Linked DNA regions of Mus musculus: all the other regions are linked to region 1. A link is a contact called in public HiChIP or PLAC-seq and promoter capture Hi-C data. All regions are on one chromosome and are shown on one strand. Each heading gives the region's core, a stretch centred on a gene start, on an enhancer-like site or on the middle of the called end of the contact. The rest is flanking DNA. Distances are from core to core; before and after follow the strand shown. Region 1 has its middle 28 kb from the start of Nsd1. Region 2 holds the start of Cdhr2 (cadherin-related family member 2). Region 3 holds the start of B4galt7 (xylosylprotein beta1,4-galactosyltransferase, polypeptide 7 (galactosyltransferase I)).

Region 1 (5,065 bases), core at 1,544-4,043:
TGATTCCTGAGGAACTCTCAGCTCAGTCGGTATGCCTGTCATGTCTGCCTGGATGCTGCCATGCTTCCTACCATGATGATAATGGACTGAACCTCAGAACATGTAAGCCAGCCCCAATTAAATGTTTTCCTTTTTAAGAGTTGCCTTGGTCATGGTGTCTGTTCACAGCAGTAAAACCTTAACTAAGACAGTGGGAAAAAGTGTCTCACAGAGTGGGAACAGCAAGTGCAAAGGCCAAGGTATCTCTAAGGAGACGGGAGAAGCCAAGGACTGGAAAGAAAACTAGAGTTGCCAGAGCTGTGCCAATAGATCTCAGGGGCCTTGGCAAGGGGTTGAGTATCTGGCAAAGGGTGGAAGGTGAGGTTTTCAGCAGCAAATGTCATGATAGCGCATATGTTTGGAAAGAGTCCCACAGAGCTGCCTGGTACGAGCTGGCAGTTTAGATGGAGCTGGCAGGGGCACATGGGAGATAGAAGGTGGAGGCTTGGATTCTTGAGACCTTACTCCAAGCTGGTTCTGCCTGCATTAGGGCTCTCAATCTCTGGCTTTAGCTTTTCTGGAGCCAAGACAAGGATCAGGCCTCTGACTGACCTCCTTAGGGAGAACTTCCTCCTCCTCCTCCTCCTCCTCCTCTTCTTCCTCTTCTCCTTTATTTATTTATTTTATGAATATGAGCACATCATTGCTCTCTTCAGACTCATCAGAAGAGGGCATCAGATCCCATTACAGATGATTGTGAGCCACCACGTGGTTGCTGGGAATTGAACTCAGGACCTCTGGAAGAGCAGTCGGTACTCTTCAGCCCAGGGGAACTCTTCTTACTTGTGTGTGTTATGCCAGCTCTGGATACATTTCAGGCCTACCCCTCCAACATCCAACTTCCCAGCTTCTGGTAGGAAGCTGAGCTGTGAGACCTGCCAACCTACTTCACGGAGGAGGAAGCTTAGATGCAAAGTTGGGGAGCTAGCTACCAGAGGAAGAGGTGAGCTTTGAGCCAAGGTCTCTGTGCCCTCCCACCATCCCAGTTATAAGAACAGCCAGTTATACCCAGGCCTACCAGTTATAGGCAGGGCTCTGTCACCCTGTGTGACTCAGCATTCTCTCCTGCAAGATGGGGGCATACCAGTTTCTCACTGCTGTGACAGAAGCAAGCAAGTAGGGAAGGAATGGTTTGTTCAGGCTCATGGTGGGAGGGTACAGTCCGAGACAGCATGGCGGCAGGAGAGTGGTCATGTGGCACCCACAACCAGAAAGCATCAGAAGATGAACTCTGGTGTTTCTCACTCTCCATCTTTCTAGGAACAGCTCTGTAGACAGGCCTATAGATGCATTTCCATGGAGTCAAGTTGATGTTGTGAAAGTTTCCTCTAGGATTGAAACATTCCACTATGCAGGCGAGATCATGTTTCCTTGGTTTGGTTTGGTTTGGTTTGGTTTGGTTTGGTTTGGTTTGGTTTGGTTTTTTCGAGACAGGGTTTCTCTGTATAGCCCTGGCTGTCCTGGAACTCACTTTGTAGACCAGGCTGCCAGGCTGGCCTCGAACTCAGAAATTCGCCTGTCTCTGCCTTCCGAGTGCTGGGACAGCCAGGGCTACAGAGAAACCCTGTCTCGAAAAACCAAAAAAAAAAAAAAAAAAAAAAAAAAAAAAGAGTTGCCTTGGTCATGGTGTCTGTTCACCGCAGCAAAACCCTAACTAAGACATCTCCCCAGGAAAAGCTTTGTCATACAACAGTTGACAAAGAGGATTAACATGATCATCATAATAACCTGCCTAGTAGTATCTGTAAGGTGGATGGAACGGGTACCCATCCCGCCCAGGACGGCACTGGCGTCAGCAGCATAGGAACGCTGTTGCAGTAGCTGCACTTGCTCGGGAGAGCTCGGATAAGGAAGGAGGAAGCCGAGGCTTTGCCAAGTCACCTAAGTCCAGTCAAAGGCGCCCAATGCAAGCAGCGTTTCCTTTCCCATTTGCCAGGGTGTTTGTTTGTTTGTTTGTTTTGTTTTGTTTTGTTCTGTTTGTTTTGCTTTTTTTTTTTTCTTTTTCCTGAGCCCTGGCTGTCCTGTAACTCTCTTTGTAAACCAGGCTGTCCTGAAACTCACTGAGATCCTCCAGCCTCTGTCCTCCCTGAATGCTGGGATTAAAAGTGGTGACTCTTGTCAATTTGTTTTTTTTTTTTAAGATTTATTTATTATTATATGTAAGTATACTGTAGCTGTCTTCAGACACACCAGAAGAGGGAGTCAGATCTCGTTAGGGATGGTTGTGAGCCACCATGTGGTTGCTGGGATTTGAACTCAGGACCTTCGGAAGAGCAGTCGGGTGCTCTTACCCACTGAGCCATCTCACCAGCCCAGTCAATTTGTTTTTAAGATAGACTCTCTTATAGCCCAGGTTGCCCCTAAAGTCACAATGTAACCAAGAATAACCTGGAACTTCTATTTGAGTTAGTCCTACTATGTAGTCCCCCCTGGCCTCAAACCACAGAGATAGGCCTGACCCCGCCTCCCAAATGCCAGAAAGTGTGCACCCCCACACCTAGCTGACCTTGAACTTCGGAGTCTCTTCACTTTCCACCACCAAGCTTACAGGCTTGCACCTCCAGACCTAGTTTTTTTGTTTTGTTTTGTTTTTCCTTTCTTATTTATTTATTTATTTATTTATTTATTTATTTATTTATGATTCTTCAGCTGACAGCAAGAGTATCTATTGTACACGAGTTACACTTGGCCACAAGTGAGAACAGACCTAGTCCAGAATGCCAAAGGTCCAGGGCAGAGAGCCAGCCGGACTGTTTGGGTTATAAGAAAGGCAGTCATTTTCCCAGGTGATCTCGGCCAGATCACGTTCCAGGTCCACTGAGACTTACTACCGACAGCAGCATACAGATCAACAACTTGTTCCGGTGTCCTGGCCTTCGGCATCCCTTACCTCTCTGCTCCTGCAGGCTTCGTGGGTGCACAAGCTAATTTACTTGGACCTCTGCCTCTTCTTTCTTCTCTTCTCTTGCGCCTCAGCCTGCGCATTCATTCGCATTCTCTTCTTCCGCCACTTCCCTCTCGTGGCGCAGGAGTTTCAAAGAAGATGGCGCTAAGGCCGAGCCAAACCTAGTTTTTATAAGGGGCCTTGAAAGCGTACGAAGGAGCCACTACATTCTAGAGTCCTAAAAGGCACAACAAATGCCCTGAGCCCAGAAGCAAGCTACTCTCTTCTCAGACGTTGACAGCTCAGGGTTTGGGAGCCCGGGAGACGCCAGACAGAGAAGTGACGAGGGCCAGGAAGCCCAGGCTTGCAGTGAAGGAGTCCAGGGCTCCTTCCCTCCCTGAGAACTCCTCTATGTAATTCCCGTGCTTAGTCACATGGGGGTGACAGTGCATCAGGGAGGCCCTGCTCCTCTGAGTCAGCAAAAATAGAAAAACTAAGTGGGGCTGGAGACAGTGACTAAAAGCAATGAGTGCTCTTCCAGAGGACCTGGGTTCAATTCCCAGCACCCACATGGCAGCTCACAATTGTCTGTAACTCCAAGATTTGATACCCCCCCCCAAAAAAAAAAGAAAAGAAATTAAAAAAAAAAAGATTTGATACCCTTACCCGGACATACCAATGCACATAAAATAATAATAATAATTAATAAGCAGGAGCTAAAGGAGGGCTGGCTTATCAGGTAAAGATGCTCACCGCCAAATCTGATGATCTGAGTTGAGTCACTGGAACCCACACATTGGAGGGACAGATCAGACTCCTGAAAGCTGCCCTCTGACCTACACTGGTGCACACTCCCCTAAAAGAATTAAATAAATGGTTTGTTTTAGTGTCTTTTTTTTTTTTTTTTCGTTTTTCGAGACAGGGTTTCTCTGTGTAGCCCTGGCTGTCTCCTGGAACTCACTCTGTAGACCAGGCTGGCCTCGAACTCAGAAATCTGCCTGCCTCTGCCTCCCGAGTGCTGGGATTAAAGGCGTGCACTACCACGCCCGGCTCATAGTAGTATCTTTAGGTGACTCAGAGATCTACTGAGAATTCTTACCACATCCCAGTGACGGACAGTCCATTCAAATTCCCAACTGACAAGTCAGACAGCCTGCCCAAGATTACCCAGCCAGAATGTGAACCTGGTCAGGGTTGCTCCCAATCAGGCTGCAGCAGCTTCTGATCCTAGGCTCACAGTCCAGCTCCAGCCTCTGTCTGCCAGCATCTGGAGGCTAAGCTGCTTCAGCTGAGCTGGCAGAGCAGAGTTCTTCGTGGGGAGAGACATGCTTGCACAAGAGGTTGGGGGAGAGACTGTCTGTACCTCTGTTGTAGAAAGGCTGGTCTGAGGGGTGAAGCCTTTGCTTTCCCTCATATATACAGTTATGTGTGTGTTTATATATGTGTATACATACACATATATGTGTGTGTATACACATATGTATATGCATATGTGTGTATATATGTGTGTATACATATTTATATATTCTATGTATCTATGTATGATATATATATGTATATGTATATATACACACACACACACACACACACATATACATATATATTAGGCTTTAGAACAGAGGTTCTCAACCTTCCAAATGCTGCATGCAACCCTTTAATACAGTTCATTTATGGTATGGTGACCCCAACCATAAAATTATTTCCATTGCTACTTCATAACTGTAATTTTGCTACTGTTATGAATCATAATGTAAATATCTGATATGTGACCCCCGTGAAGGGGTCCTTTGATCCCCTTGCTCTACAGTCTGAATTCTGGGGCTCTTCTAACTTCAAAAAACAGATATTCAGAGAGCACTCACTAAACACTTTCAGCTAAACATTATGCCACTTTTATTTACTTATTTACATATTACATTTGGCTGCTGGGACCAACCCAGAACCTTGTGCATGTTAAGCGAGGATTGTGCAACAGGGTGCAAATTCAGCCCAAGCATGCAGTCCTTATGAGACAGGACTGTCTCACTATAATCACTATACAGCCCTGTAGTTGTCTTCAGGTGAAGAATAGAAAATTACTGGCCTCTTGTGAAAACATGAACTTTTTACCTCGGAGCCCACCCCCTCCCATCTGAAAAACAT
Region 2 (5,065 bases), core at 1,036-3,535, 480 kb before region 1:
AGGGTAGGGGAATGCTTTGTGGGCAGGGAGAAGCACAGAGGACACCCATGGGGGAGTGATGAGGAGGGCAGCATTTTCTCTCTGAGAGTGGGCTCCTCTCAGTCACTAGCCATCAAGGGACACGAGCATGAATTTAGGCTCCATTCCTTGGTGGGGGAGGGTAGACCCTGCAAACAGAGTCCTTTATTCTGGTGGTATCCAGCATCCGTGAGACACAATGTAAAGCACACAGTAGGTTGAAGTGGAAACTTTTGGTTTCTTTGGAAAGTCAGTCATGTCAAATAATGTTCTGCCGGGGCACACAGATGAAAGGCTGTTCTGCTAAAGCAGACACATGAAAGGACGCATGATGTTTAGAAAGATGATAAATATGACTCCACAGACACTGGGAGCTCGAGCATTGACTGGTTCCACCTCACTCGCTAGTCTTCGCTGACGACCTTCATGTATTGGTTGGCCTTACATTGTGTTGGTGAGCTTTGCTTGTGGTGGAAAGAAACTCGTCTAAGAACTCCTGAGGTTTCTTGTGGCTTCTTGCAGCTTCAGCAAGCTCCAGCCCGTTGGTGAGACTCCCAGTTTCTTTTGATTCGTGTGTGATGTCTGTTGAGTGGACTGGACTGCAGCTGCTGATTGGGGTTTGGTGTTTCCTCGTGGACTGAACTAAGGAGAAAGAAGATTGGAAGATCCCAAAGAACTGTTTCTAAACAGGCCCACTTCCAGGGGCTGGAGAGATGGCTCAGCGGTTAAGAGCATTGACTGCTCTTCCAGAGGCCATGAGTTCAATTCCCAGTAACCACATGGTGGCTCACAACCATCTATAATGGGATCTGATGCCCTCTTCTGGTGTGTCTGAAGACAGCTACAGTGTATTCATATACATAAAATAAAAAAATAAATCTAAAACAAAAAAAGGTCCACTTCCCCATATCCTTTTTTTTGTTTGTTTTTTGTTTTTTGAGACAGGGTTTCTCTGTGTAGCCCTGGCTGTCCTGGAACTCACTCTGTAGACCAGGCAGGCTGGCCTTGAACTCAGAAATCCACCTGCCTCTGCCTCCCGAGTGCTGGGATTAAAGGCATGTGCTAACATGCCCACTCACTTCCCCATATTCTAATAAACTTTCCTACTACCTCTGGTGGGTGGTGGGCTAGAGGGGAGGTTGAACCCTTATGGAAGTAGGTTGTGAAAAATACATGCCCACACTAGGTGCTCAGCAAATACAGATTCTCCTCCTTCCTCAGAGACGTGAGGCCAGCCTTCAATGGGACCTTGCAGAACCATGAGCTCTTTGGGTAGATTGGTGCTTCCTGAGAACCCGCAGCAGCACACCAGGATTGCACAGGGATGCCTCGGTCTCCAGAGCGAACAGCAGCCACTCAGCCAGGAAGGGGCGCACGGCTGGTGAGCTGCAGCATGGGCCTCCTTCCTACTATGAGGTAAGATGAAATGAACTTGGGGACCTGTTCCCCCGAGGGAGGCCACCACTGGGAGTGTGTGGAGCCCCTGGGGCAGTGTGTGATCCTGCCCTTTGATTTTGTTTGTTTGTTTGTTTGTTTGTTTGTTTGTTTTGTTTTCATTTGTTTTTTGAGACGGGGTTTCTCTGTCTAGCCCTGGCTGCCCTGGGACTAGCTCTGTAGACCAGGTTGGCCTCAACTCAGATATCTCCCTGCCTCTACTTCCCAAGTCCTGGGATCAAAGGCACCACTGCCTGGCTTGTTTTTGTTTCTTTGAGATAACATCTTATTATGTCTGGTTTAAAACTGGTTATAGAGACCAGCTAGGCCTGGTACTCACAGGGATCCACCTGCCTCTGTCTTCTGAGTGCTGGGATTAAGGACATATGCCACTATGCCCAGTGTTGGCCCTGCCCTTTGATGTCCTGCTTAGAGGGGACAAATACAGGGCTGAAAAGGCCTTGTTGGAACTGCAGGGTGGGTACCCCTTCATGCCGGCCTCGGGGCTTGGCCTGAGGGCTCAAGGGCTTGATAGCTGTCAAGTCTCTTCATCCCAAGAGATCTCCCCACACCGCTTTCTCTACAGGTCCCCACTGAAGATGAGCCAGGAGAGGACAGAAGGTCCTGACATGACCTCTGACTGTCACCACCTCTTGCTTGCAGTGAGACCCTGGGCTGGGCATTTGCCCCTTCTCTGTCACTGGGCCTGCCTATTCCTCCAGGGTTTTGCCTGCTCTGGTCACAGCCAGTGCCTTCTGAGGAGGTGTGGTCTCTGCATGGTTAATGATTGCTCAGAAGAGGTGGAGATGGTGCCAAAGTCTGCGCTGTGTTCTGCCGGCCCCAGACGGCGCCCACCTGTGACTGGTGTACATCACTGCCTCTGGGCCCCTTCCAGGGGCTGTCCAGATCAGCTGCTTCTGGGGGGGCTCTTAGCCCGAGGGTAAGCCTGGGTGGGGGGCTGTCCTTGGGATTGAGGCAAACTTTGAGTTCTTTCAGACTCAGTTTCCTGGCATCTGGAGTATGGAGGGAACACCAAGGGGAAGAGCTAGCTGTGGCGTTAGCTACTTGTCATGGGGAGGGCGGGAATTGATGAAGCTACCCGTGAAGCCTGTTTCTTCTAGAATGTAGGGTAAGATCTCCTCTCTAGGCAGTGGCAACCTCCTGTTTGCCTTCCTAAGTCCCTGAGAAGTGAATTGGCTACCTCATCTGTTACCTAAAAGGAGAAGATGAGGAAGATGGCTGAATCTGTCCCGGAGCCTGAGGAGGAAAGGCTGGCTCCACTCCGCCAGGCTCAGATCTTCATTCAGCTCCATGCAGACTTTGAGTGAGCTGCTGACTGCTTTTGGGCCTCAGTCTTTGCGTCTGTGGAGTGGGCACAGTACTAGTAGCCCCTGGAGGGCTCGTGAATCAGATATGGCAGGGTACGGAGGCTGTCCCTCTCAGACTCAGAGATCAAACGCTAGGTCACCTCAGGGAGGACTAACGATGCTGGTCCCAACCCTAACTTAGTCCTTGTCCTGGTCACAGGGTAAAGACTCAGCCAGGCCAGCTTGTGTCTTCAAACAGGACTTACATGCTGACTGGTCCCAGGTAGCATATCAGAGAATAATGACATTCCCCTGACCAGCCTAGGCCATAGCCTGCTCTCACCTCATTCCTCAGAGGAAAACCAAAGCTGAGGACAAGGGAGGCTCGCCCAGTGCTGGACAGACAGTATGTGAAATGCTAAAATCCTAACTTGGGGCCTGATCCATACCCGTCTCTCAGAGGAAGCAGCCAGGAGGGCGGGCACCATCTCTGGCTACAGGAAGCCCGGTATCCCTGGAAACTTAAAGGTCCCTGGGTCCGTATCTTGGGGAGCTGGATCACTTGGCTGGGCTGGTGGAATTAGGAGAGACCTTTGTTAGGCTCAGCAGAATGGTACCTGGGTCTAGCCTTGCCTGCAGCTGGTGATTGACCTTCTATCTTTGTTGTTGACTGTCCCTCTGATCTGATCTCTGTTTTCTTAGGGCAATGGAGAGTAACTGTGAGGTAGCTGCTTCCTTCCTGTGAGGCAGCTGTGGGAAGGAAGCAGAAGCGAAAGGAAGGGCTCAGGGAGCTGTGGAGGCTGAGGCAGGGTGGGGTGGCTGTGGGGTTAGCGAGCCCGCCCGTGGCTGAGCCTTTAGCAGGGGAGGGCTCCCTTCCTCTGTAGCCTTCCAAGATGTCCTGGGGTCTTCACATCCAGTCGACTGAATTGTAGAGTCTTTGGTTTCCTGGAGTCTTGTCGAACTGCGGCCAATGTGTCCGCTGAGACAAGAGAGAGGAAACCCCTGCTGTGTCAGGCCTGGCAGAGCATGACCTGGGTCTGGGGGTCCGTAGAGTGATCTGGAGCCCCTATGCTCCTGACTTTTCCTCAGACACTTTATAGGTGAATAGCTGTGCAGTTTTGTTTTTAACTGACACAAAGTAATTGAACATATTGATAGAGTCCAGCAGACCATCTCCACATTCCAGGGTGTGTCCTTCACAGCTACCATGCTCTCTGTGGTAGAGAGCCTCCTGTCCAGCCCCAAACCAGTGGGCTGGGAGCCTGGGAGCAAGGACCTGGGATTTCTAGGTTCTAGATCTGTTCTTTCTTTCATCTTTCTCCACTATCCCTATCTTCTTCTCCCTCCCTCCTTGCTTCTCTTTCCTTTTACGGGTCTCTCAATACAGCTCAGCCTTATATAGAACCAGAGGGCCTCCTCTCTGCTGAGCACTGGGATACTGGCTGGGCTCCAGGCCCAGTTTCCCATCATTTAAAGAAGTAGAGTGGTTGGGAGCTGGCATCAGTGGTGTCTCACATGAGCCTATGTTTGACTTGTGGTCCTCCATAGGAGAAAAGGGCACCTAGGGGACGTTCGCCCAGCTCCAGTGCCTGGGCACATGGCCTCCCTTCTTCCATATGACCTGTAGCATATGTTCCCTGACTGGAGCTCAGCGGCTCTGGCTGTGAGTCTTGAAGGACAGAGAGAATTTGCACATGGGCAAGGGACACAAGAGGGCCTTTGGGGCTGAAGAGACACATGCAAATCTAGGGTAAAGAGAACGCAGGGTGTGTGTGTGTGTGTGTGTGTGTGTGTGTGTGTGTGTGTGTACTGTGTGTGTGTGTGTACTGGATACCACAGAGGAAAAGGGATCCACTCTTGGAAGGTGAAACCTGGGTCCCCTAAGAATTTGTCTTGCCAAGGGTGGGAAGTATGGCCCACAGCCAGTCTGAGCCTTGCACGGGTCTGGTCTTGAGAGTGCCTGTGCCTATAGAGGTAAGGCTGGTCACCTGGTACTTTCCTATCTCATAACACATTTTTCTTAAGTGATGGAGTCTGGGAGATACTGCTGCTGCCAAGTGCAGAACTTTGGCCTCATTATGGTCAGTGAGTATGTTTGTGAAAAGTCAGTGACAAAGGGGACAAGACTGTGAAACTCGGGGTCAACTCATACAGTATAGGAAGGAGGATCAAAAGGAGTTCTAGGTATGAGTCAGGCATGACCCTGTGACAGCTAGATAGAAGACCCAGCTTCCTGGAGGTGTAAGGGTCCCCATAGGTAAAAAGGAATGTGTAAGCCATCTCCCCTTTCCAGGAGATAGTGACTT
Region 3 (5,065 bases), core at 834-3,333, 420 kb after region 1:
TGTGAGCCACCATGCGGCTGCTGGGATTTGAACTCAGGACCTTCAGAATAGCAGTCAGTGCTCCTAACTGCTGAGCCATCTCTCCAGCCCTGTAGTTACTCTTGGTGGGTGTGATGATACTTGGACTTAAGAGAATGGAACAAGGCCAGACGTGATGGTGCACAACTTTAATAGCAGCACTCAGGAGGCAGAGGCAGGTAGATCTCTGTGAGTTCAAGGCCAGCCTGGTCTATGTAGTGAATCCAGGACAGCCAAGGCTATTACACAGAGAAGCCATGTCTGGAAAAAACAAAAAGAGGGTGGGTGGGAGTAGTAACTTCCAGAGGGCACAAGGCCTCACACTCCAGGGTAGTCTCCACCTGTGAACATCACGATCTCCATCCTTGCTATGGTTTCTTGTAGCGGGCAGGTGCTGACGGGTTTGTCAAAACCATCTGACATTGCTCACCAAGAGTGCCAAGTGTCAACATGACAAATAACGGAACACTGATTTAAAAGCAGTTCATTTGGGTTTGTTTTGTTTTTTTCGAGACAGGGTTTCTCTGTACAGCCTTGGCTGTCCTGGAACTCACTTTGTAAACCAGGCTGGCCTCAAACTCAGAAATCTGCCTGCCTCTGCCTTCCGAGTGCTGGGATTAAAGGCGTGTGCCACCACCGCCTGGCTAATTTGGGTTTTTATGTAAAATTTAGTTTCTTGAGTTTGAGGTCTAACACTAGAGCAACAGGTCACCTGACTGTCTTATCGCCTGATGGCCCTGCCTAACTGGTCTCTGCAGGAGGTCAATCCTGCCTTTAAGATCTGCCACATCAGGCTGGAGAGATGACTCAGTGGTTAAGAGCACTGACTGATCTTCCAGAGGTCCTGAGTTCAATTCCCAGCAACCACATGGTGTCTCACAACCGTCTGTAATGGGCATCCGATGCCTTCTGATGTGTCTGAAGAGAGTGACAGTGTACTCACATATATAAAATAAATCTTAAAAGAAAATTAAAAAAAAAAAAAAGGTCTGCCCCATCTATGGTTGACTTGGTAAGTTTCTGGTGTGGGATGCAGAGCCCTAGGTGAGCCACAGAGCAAATCATTGAGTTGTGTTTGTTAGGGTTTAAGAGGGGAAAGAAAGTTAAGAACAATTAACTTAACCAATAGTGAAGATCTACCTTGAAACAATGCACTTGAAATTGGAGATCATGGATTGTGGCTGGAAAGATTGTGCACACAAACCAATGACCTGCCTGTGCCTTGGTCCTTTCATCTTCACAATGGAAATAATACCTATTCATAAAGACTGAATAAAAGCACAGCCATAAAGAACTTAGAACAGGAGCTGGAGAGATGGCTCGATGCTCTTCCAGAGGTCCTGAGTTCAAATCTCAGCAACCACATGGTGGCTCACGGGCTGACAACCATCCGTAATGAGATCTGATGCCCTCTCCTGGACTGTCTGAAGTCAGCTACAGTGTACTTACATATAATAACTAAATCTTAAAAAAAAATGAGTAGCACAAAGTAAAACTTAATAAATGTTAGGTACTTATTAGAATATTAAATTTTGCCTGAAAGAACAGACATGAAGTCTAGTAACTGCCTCTCTTTTCCCAGGTGGGGAAGAGGGGAAGAGAGTAGATAAATTCACACAGGCAAAGAGGCGGCTCAGTCTCCTATTCATTCCTTAGGTTCTCAAATCGGACGACAGCATTTATATAGTGTGACTGTGCCAAGCACTGCACCAAATGGGTTTTCGTTTCCTACAATGACCACACAGAATACGAACAATTTATATAACCCAAGTGATGAAACCGTCACAGAGAAATCGACTCGCCTCAGCGTTGTTAAATTATCAGAGCAGTGTTTGAAGCACAATCAGTCTTCCGAGATCAGCTCCGAATTCTGAACTGGATCTTATGCTCCAAGAGTACGTGCTTTCTCTGCTGGGCTGACCGTAGGAATGCTGCGATGATACCAGCCTTCACTTGGGGGAAAAAGGAGGAAGATGTACCTTATCCCAGACGTTCTGTTATGCAGTACACGTCTAGTTCCAGCTAGTCTCTAGCTTGTTTGGTCGCCTTTGACTTGGGTGATGGGAGGGAACTCCCTTTCTTGTGACATCCAGTGGGCCCTTGTATGTAGTGAGAACCTAGCTAGGTCCCGCCATCGGTTCTCCAGACAGCAGAACCTTATAAGCTGTGGCTCTGAGGTGCAGCCGGCCCAACCGGAGGGACGGACTCGGCGGACCGGGGGGCGGGGCGGGGGCGGAGACGCCGCGTAGGCTGGGCAGGCCGGGCAGCGGGGCTTTGAGCCAGAGCCCCATGTCCTGCTGTGTCCCGCCACGATGTTGCCCTCCCGGAGGAAAGCGGCGCAGCTGCCCTGGGAGGATGGCAGGTGAGCGGCCGCAACGGGCAGGAGCCGCGTCCCCCTGGGTGCCATTCCTTTTCTCGACCTCCTGCAAATCTTAGCAGCCCTACGCTGTCGCATCTGGGTTTCTGGGGGTCACCCTGAGTGTTTGTGGTTCTCTGGGGGTGGGGGGAACGTCATTGGTATTGTCTGCACGGCTCTCTTTTCCTACTAGCTTCTATTCTGCGCGTCCCTGTGTCTGGGTCTCTGCCTTGCTCTCTCCATTGATCTTTTTGTTTGGACCGCGAACTAGTCCAGTGGCTCTCAACCTGTGGGTCGCGGCCCCCTTGGGTTGCATATATCAGACATTTATGTTACGATTCATAACAATAACAAAACCACAAATGTGGAATAACGACGACATTTATGGTTGGGGACCACCACAACCGTGAGGAGTTGTATAAAAGGGCTGCAGCAGTAGGAAGGCTGAGAACCACTCTTTCTCCTGTGCCTTTGTGTGTTTGTCTGTCTGTTTTCATGTAGCAGATGATTCTGTTCGTTTCTTACAGCGGATCTCTCTGTGTTGTGGCGCTGAAGGTCTTTATTTATTTATTTATTTATTTTCTGTCTGCCCCGTCATATCCATGTGACTTCAAATCCTATCCTTCGCCTTCATGCCCTCTCATACTTTGCGGTTGGCCGGGAAGATCACACCAGACAGAGCTTCCTGTGTTCTCTTCCTGGTTGGTTAGCCATTGCCTGTCTTATACTAGACACACCCAGTAGTTCATTTCCTGTGCTGCTGTACTTGTGTGGGGGTCTGCTTTAAGTGTTAGGTGTGAGTCTGGCTCATACCCGAGTTTAAGATATTTCTCACTGAAACAGAATGGCGGAGGTGATTTTCCTGCCTAGATTTATGGGGCATTACACTTTTAGGCTTGAAGCATCTTTTTGTTTGGACCTTGGGCTAGTCCAGTGGTTCTCAACCTGTGGGTCGCGCCCCCCCATGGGTTGCATACATCAGATATTTATATTATGATCCATAACAATAACAAAGTCACAGGTATGGAGGAACAATGTAATTTATGGTTGGGGGCCCCCATTTTCTTTCCCCCAACACGTTAGTGTATATTCACTTAATGAATGACACATTTGTTAGATATTGTAAGGCTCTAGAATTTAGTGGACACACTTTTGGGGTGTTTGTTTCTTTTTCTTTTTCTTTTCTTTTTTTTTTTCAGATTTGGTGTTAAAAGGTGACAGTAATATAGTAGAAGCATGGTCCATGGTGGCCAGAAATAGACCACTTAATTTTTCTGACCTCGGTTTTCCATCTCTGAAATGAATATCATAATATCTACTTGTAAGGGCTCATTGAAGAATGGTGAAGATAGTTTATAGAGGAGAATTGCCATCTTCTGATCATTTTCTGTTATTGTGTTCTCAGAAAAATAGATTGATGTCCATTCAGTGCTTTTGACACAGTGGCAAAGATTCATGGGACATATATAAAATAGTGTAGTAACTGGGTGGTAGCTCTAGTGCGAGCTTACTTGGGTTTGAAGCACCCCTAACTAGCTTTAGGTAAAGGAGACCATCCCTTTTCTAAATCATCCCTGAGAACCTGAGTGTGGGAGCAGCCAGTACTGCAGTTCTGAAGATGACCACCAGGTGGCACCAGCAGCCTCTGTTGTCTGTGTTCAGTATCATCACTTTTACTGATAAAATTGGGACCCTCAGTGGTTTTGGCTTTTAGAGCAAAGAGTGAGAGTGTCCTTGGGCACACGTTCTTTTTGTTTGTTTGTTTTTTGTTTTTCGAGACAGGGTTTCTCTGTGTAGCCCTGGCTGTCCTGGAACTCAGTCTGTAGACCAGGCTGGCCTTGAACTCAGAAATCCGCCTGCCTCTGCCTCCCGAGTGCTGGGATTAAAGGTGTGCACCACCACACCGGGCTTGGGCACACGTTCTTTATAGAAAGGGGAGGTTGAATTGAAGAAACAGCACGAGAAAGCACATGGACTGTCCGATCCATGCCTTGCTCCTGGATAATGGTCATTGTTTATTCCCCCAAAGGCGGTCTATTACCCATTGCTCATCATATAAATCTCAGTCCTGCTCCCAGAAGGAGCCCAGAGTGCAAGAAAGAATCTATAAAGGTCCCAGGCCTGTCAGGCCATTTGCAGGTCTGGGCTCTACTGCTCCACAGTGGAAACCATCACCACAGGACAATGGGGGGTAAGTCAGAAGTCCTGTGAGGGGAGTCCTACCGGGCAACCTCTCAGCTGCACGAGGGACCTGGGCCTGGCTTCAGGGCTGCTGGCTTCCAGGTTTGCAGCTGTGTCTTTAGAGAAAGGTAGGCATGGATGTGGCTCCAGTGTGTACCTTGCAGCATGCTTGGCCTGCGTTGACCCTTCTCCTAACACGATTGACAAGTTCTTTGCTGTTTGACTGGGCCTGAGGCCACAGATAAAAATATGACATGTTCTGCAAGTAGGATCATGCAGGCCGTCTCAAGTGAGCGATGTAAGGACCGAAGTGCAGGGTACCCTGGGAACACAGCAGGGAGCTTGGTGGGGGCAGTGATGGGTGTGACATGATGTGGGTTTTTGGCCTTGAAAGATTGGGAGAAAACTCCTAAGTAGATAAAATAAGAGGATATCACTTAGGAGAAAAGGAGGGTGGGGTAGGAGTGGGTTGGAGCAGAAGTGTAGCCAGTAGAAAGGCCTTTTGTTACC

Evidence for each region. Promoter capture Hi-C pulls out the DNA fragments that hold promoters and counts their contacts. HiChIP or PLAC-seq counts read pairs in DNA pulled down with a chosen protein or histone mark.
Region 2: an H3K4me3 HiChIP or PLAC-seq map of embryonic basal ganglia shows a contact between it and region 1, with 4 times the contacts expected there. The contact joins the promoter of Cdhr2 here to the enhancer-like site in region 1. A contact is called at or near these places in 15 of 39 promoter capture datasets (the 3T3-L1 cell line, 3T3-L1-derived adipocytes, the C10 cell line and 9 more), 8 of 484 Hi-C or Micro-C datasets (the AML12 cell line, CD8 T cells, the G1E-ER4 cell line and 4 more), 24 of 115 datasets of contacts at active chromatin or transcription factors (the 230-238 cell line, the SCID.adh cell line, astrocytes and 17 more) and 4 of 9 other capture datasets (adipose tissue, embryonic stem cells, liver and 1 more).
Region 3: a contact with region 1 is called in a promoter capture Hi-C map of liver, with 2.5 times the contacts expected there. The contact joins the promoter of B4galt7 here to the enhancer-like site in region 1. A contact is called at or near these places in 2 of 39 promoter capture datasets (liver and pre-B cells), 1 of 484 Hi-C or Micro-C datasets (B cells), 1 of 115 datasets of contacts at active chromatin or transcription factors (bone marrow-derived macrophages) and 1 of 9 other capture datasets (adipose tissue).

Annotation. Positions count from the first base shown.
Region 1 is chr13:55,179,463-55,184,527 of GRCm38.p6, forward strand. No RefSeq gene overlaps it. Among named protein-coding and RNA genes, the nearest start is that of Nsd1, 28 kb to the right of the region's middle. Within about 2 kb of position 2,794, at least 309 of the 459 cell types and tissues checked have an H3K27ac peak or open chromatin away from gene starts, as enhancers often do. A contact at or near this core is called in CD8 T cells, the G1E-ER4 cell line, the SCID.adh cell line and 20 more, where this site is marked.
Region 2 is chr13:54,699,178-54,704,242 of GRCm38.p6, forward strand. Cdhr2 (cadherin-related family member 2) reads left to right here and starts at 2,286. Exons shown (of 32, transcript NM_001033364.3): 1 at 2,286-2,392.
Region 3 is chr13:55,597,813-55,602,877 of GRCm38.p6, forward strand. It overlaps B4galt7 (xylosylprotein beta1,4-galactosyltransferase, polypeptide 7 (galactosyltransferase I)), which reads left to right and starts at 2,084. Exons shown (of 6, transcript NM_146045.2): 1 at 2,084-2,380. The coding sequence starts at 2,331.